Linked DNA regions of Arachis hypogaea: region 1 is linked to region 2. Evidence: chromatin contacts called from public Hi-C data. All regions are on one chromosome and are shown on one strand. The core of a region is the stretch at or near the end of the contact, and the rest is flanking DNA. Distances in the headings are between cores, read along the strand shown.

Region 1 (2,700 bases), core at 189-2,688, 46 kb before region 2:
TTATAAAATAAATTTCTACATATTTTTTCCCACTTCAATTTAGTAATTAGTTTCTCATCACATCAAAATTGGTCATAGTTTCATTCCATTGCACTTGTGATTATAAACAATTTAACTCCTAAACTTTTGAGCATTAGAGGCCCCAAGAACAACACAAAAGTACAATTCACTGTTTAAGAACAACCGACCAGTTCCAAATACTTTGTGAACTTTATTTATTTTTTGTTGTTCTTAACATTATAAAAATCTTACTATTTCATAAATTTTTTTTTAATTATTCTATTGGTCTCTATAATTTTATATATTTTTTAATTTTTTAATTAAATTTTTTTAATTTTATAATTAGGTTATTTTTATGTCACAAATATTAAAATTAATAAAATATTTTTTCAAAAAATATGTGGTTAAACATCTAGTTAGTTTTTAATTATAAATACTTTTAATTTGCGAAAAATATTCAGTCAATTCTAATATTTTTTATACCAAAAATTGTCTAATTATAAAATTAAAAGTAATGTAAAAATTTAATTAAAATAAAAATATAAAATATAATTAAAAATTTAATAAAATTATAGAGACTAATAGAATTTTTTTCATTAGAGTATTAATTTAATGATTAGAGTGAACCGCTATAGCTATAATTTATCTAAGAGAGAAAAAGCTTAATTTCTTTATTGTTCTCATCATGTTATTAGTGGACTATGCTATAAACTTTTAGGAGGGATTAGTCTTTAATTAATTATATTTTATGATCATAAGATGCAAATAACATGACCAAGATATGCTTCAAAACCTTTAATTTTTTTGAATTTTCCCCCTAATGGAGCATGATTATTGCAACTTGAAACTATACGCCAACCAATGAGATTAGAAGATTCCAACACGTCACATGGACATATGTTAGTACTTGACATTAAAGAATTCAAATCTCTATTACTAATATATTATGTGTGATGGCCATTTAAAACTAACAGTAGTCATATATGACATTAATTTTGGTTTGTATATAACTATATGTGTGTTATCATGATTAGAACACATAATCATGAGTTTTTTAGTTAATTAACCTTTTAAAGTAATATATGAACTAAACCTTTCACATAAGACTTAATCACCATGCATGATTCGCTAGCATGTAACATTTAATTTTCTTGAATAATATAGAAAGTAAGTTTAAATTAATTGATGTTTAATCAATATTACTTAATATGATATGAAATGAAATGAAATAAAATATAATAAAATTTATAATTTATAATTTTATTTTATAAATTTAATTATTTTAATGAATTCTAATTTTAATTTTTTTTAGTAATCAATGAATTCTATTATAATCCAATGTAGAATAAAAAAATATTTTTATTTCATTCCTGGGCCGGACAGAGGCTAAGGCAAAAAAAAATTTGCCAAAAATATCCCTCATAAAAAGCCCATATTGATAACATAGCCACCATGGTTGATAAATATATATTGCAAAATAGGGAGTTGACGGTGGCCTTTGGATGTGACATGAAAAAGTTTGAAGAATGTTTTTGTAGGCTTAGTAATGGACAATTTATATTATTCCAAAGTGTGTTTTATGATAGTGACATGCATGAGATTATAGGTCTATGCTAGGATCATATTGGTTCCAATTAGTGTTTCACTTGATTTTGCCATTTTAACTACTCCTAAGTCTTCACCACAAATAATAACTAGGCCTTATTTTTTTCTTTTAATAATTTAATTTATTTCCCCTTTGACACAAGAATTCTTATCTTTTTGAAAACTTAGGTTGAACCCAAGATTTTATGGAGTTGAAAAGGTACATAGACAATTGGTCAAGCTAGTATAAATGTTTATCTCGTATTAGTATAATAAGGTTATAGTTATAACGTCACGTTTACCCTTTGACATTCTTTTTTGACTGATTTTGTTAAGTTATATTGTTTAAGCTGAGATTTTCTAACCACTGTCCACTGATATTAAATATTTTATTATGTTCCTAATATGATTGTGAATACTTTTTTTTCTCGATTACAAATTTCTGTTTATTTATTTTTTTATTGATTTTAATATTTTGTGAGAAAATAATAATTTTATTTTCAATGTTTTACGTACAATAGGTCCTAAAAAATATTAAACAGCAGTGATATTTTATAATTAATATTTAATATGAAATAAGAAAAATTTTGCTGTGTGAAGATATCAAAACGTCATTTTGAAGAGGAAAATAATCACTAACACTTTAACTATTTTTATAAAAACATAATTTATCTTTATTTGCGGCTTTTCTGATAGATAAAAAAAATCATATTTACTAATATATAAATTTTTTTAAATATTTACTGTTTTAAGCATTATACTTAAATTTTGCAGGGAGTGGATTTTCTCGATAAAAAAATTTAGATGGTGTTAAGTATTTAATCTAATCATTTATTGTTCTCTCTCATATTTATTTTTAGTCCCACTTATAGAATTAAAGATAAAAAATCACATTTTATTCTCTCAAATATTAAAAAAATGGAGAGGGTCAATTTCCAATTTTGCGGACAAAGACGATTTTGCAGGCACATATTACATAATAGTAAGAGAATTTAGGTTCTGAAAAATCGGTTCGAACCAGCCGGTTGAATCGATCAAACCGTAAACCGACAAAAAGACGGTTCGAATAAATAGCATAACCGCTAAATTTGAAAATCGGAATTGAACCGTCGAACT
Region 2 (2,700 bases), core at 76-2,575:
AAATAGTATAGAGACATAATTAAAAAAAAGTATAAAAATTTAATTATAAATTTAGCAACTACAGTAACAAACCAAATAATTATATATATATATATATATATATATATATATATATATATAAATTTACCCTTTGAAATAAGCTAAGGAGAAAGGAGTTTGGTATACTGGTAATTGAAGCTTTGAGGACAACAGAAAAACACGGAATCATGTCACAGGCTGCATCAAATTAAAGAGATAAAAGTGGGAAGTACACCTCACATACATTACATAGATATGAAAATGAAATGTTCCTAGTTTCTGTGAAATCTTCAATCAAACAAGTCATTATCTATGTTCCCCAACCAAAAAACAAAAAGAAATTACAAAAAAAATCATATCATATCTAACCCACATACATATCACCAAAAAATTATACGATTAGAAGTTTGAAAAAATTGTTTAATTATTTGATTAGTTTCTATAATTTTATCAATTTTTTAATTAGGTCTTTACGGTTTAAATTTTTATAATTGAATTCTTATATTGATAAAAGTTTTTCTTTAATATAAAATCTTAATTACAAACTATTATAATATAAAGACCAAACTAAAAATTTAATAAAACTATAAAATTAACAGAGTAATTAAATAAAAAAAGAGAAATAATAGCTTTTAGGCCTCTAGCTTATTGCATACATTAGATGTTTGATATGATAAGAATAAGTGCATGCATAAAGAGTCACACATAAGAGGAAAAAGAAGCTCAAGTTGATTTGTTATAATTTGTCATGTTGTAGAAAAAGAAGAAAACAACCTTGATGGTAATATGGCTATCCCTGCGTTTATGTGTCTGCTTCAACTTTTCTCAAAACTTTGATTCATCACTATCACCAAAGTTTACGGTGACCTTTTTATTTTCTGCCGCAGTTTTTCTATGATTATTCAAAATACTTAGTTAAATTGTTCTAATACATATATATACATACGAAGCAAATTAAATAATTTTATTTTTAATATAACATCGAGTATAATGAGTTTTTAACAACTTATACTTTAATAAATTGTTGATTTAAGAAGAATAGACTAAGGAATCGTTCATTTTTTTTTAGCCAAAAATTTTTTTCCCTCTGGAAAAAATTAAAATTTTCAGCCCCGCTCAGATCCTTTTTGTTTGCCTCCTATAAATGTATGATCCGTTTTTTTTTCTTTGGTGTTTGTTTCATACTTTCTATCTTAGTGATTAATAATTTTCATAAACAAAATTATTATGGAATGTAGGCCTTTGCATAAGAAAATAGATTGGGCTCATATAAAGTGAATAATCTAAGCCCATAAAGCTTTTGTTTTTCTAAATTATTACCAGGTGTGTTTTTCTATATATCTTGGGCTTTTTACACTTATCTTGGGCTTTAAATTGTTGTGTAAATAGTGTTTTTACACTTATCTTGGGCTTCAAATTGTTGGTCTTCGAAGAATTCTTTTGGACCCAGATAAAGGAAAAGACAGCCCTTTTCTGAAGAATTCAGCCCACCCCACCAGAAAAAATAAGCAAGAAAATTATGTTGGGAGAAAAAATAATGATACTGTGAAAGATTTTCAAACTTCTATTTGATTATTATAAATATTTTTATACTGTGAGTTATTATTATTGATGGACCCTCATCCGAATATTTTTTTCATGTAATCATTTTAATTTAATTGTTAATTACACTAGTATTGTGATTATTTATAATGTTCTAATTCGTGTAACAAAAATACTAGGTTAGCTATCAAATGAGTGATCATGTCTCTGTGTGTATGTATAATCCATGTCTTATTTCTCAAATTCTCAAGGTGTAATATAGATTTAAATATATATTTTATATAAAGGATAAAATATACTTTTTATTTTTAACGTTTGTAATTTTTTTAAAAAATATCTTTAATGTTTAAATTTATTCAATTTTGTCTTTAACGTTTTCGATTCATTTAATTTTATCTCTAATATTTTTAATTTGTGTCAAAATTATTTTTAAATATTTTTAATTTTGTCTTTAACATTTCACATGAAGTTAATGTCCAAAAATAATTTTGACACAAATTAAAAATATAGGAACAAAATTAAATGCAATTAAATGTTAGGAATATTTTAAAAAAAAAATTGTGAGACAAAAATTATAATTTATTCTTATACAAATAACTAATTTAATAGCTAATTTTTTATATACGGTTAACATGGTTGCTATGATATTAGGTAGTCATGTTAAATTTGAAAAAAAATAATAAATAACTATTTTGATACTCGAAAGATTATGACTTTAACAAAATGAATTTTAATTCTTGTTGTTAACAAAATAAACTTTTAAATATTAGTTCTGTTTGACAAAATAGACTAATCATTAATCGATTGCTATAAATATTTAGATTTTTTTTTGTCAATTAGAATTGATATTTAAGAGTTTATTTGATCAAAAATAAAAATTAAAGTCTATTAAATTGAAGACAAAGTTATTAAATTGTTAGTGTAAGATTTTAATCCAAAAGAGCTAACTATACCTTTTGATATATATCTAATATCTAAAAAAAAGTACAGGTAGATAATGATTTTTGTGGACAATATGAATAATAGATCTAATAAAGTAAAAATATATTACATTCTTAAATTATTCACTTAAATCTTAATATTAAAATAACCATCCATACACCTAGTGAATTAAACATCTGTTGTTTATATTGTTCAAAA

The links. A called contact is a pair of places that touch in the nucleus more often than the background predicts.
Region 1: a contact with region 2 is called in a Hi-C map of leaf, with 1.9 times the contacts expected there. The contact joins two enhancer-like sites. A contact is called at or near these places in 3 of 8 Hi-C or Micro-C datasets (leaf and an unstated tissue).

What each region holds. Positions count from the first base shown.
Region 1 is chr10:108,189,514-108,192,213 of arahy.Tifrunner.gnm2.J5K5, reverse strand. No RefSeq gene overlaps it. Among protein-coding and RNA genes, the nearest start is that of LOC140175751, 12 kb to the right of the region's middle. Within about 2 kb of position 1,438, at least 1 of the 3 cell types and tissues checked has open chromatin away from gene starts, as enhancers often do.
Region 2 is chr10:108,143,291-108,145,990 of arahy.Tifrunner.gnm2.J5K5, reverse strand. No RefSeq gene overlaps it. Among protein-coding and RNA genes, the nearest start is that of LOC112716386, 23 kb to the left of the region's middle. Within about 2 kb of position 1,325, at least 3 of the 3 cell types and tissues checked have open chromatin away from gene starts, as enhancers often do.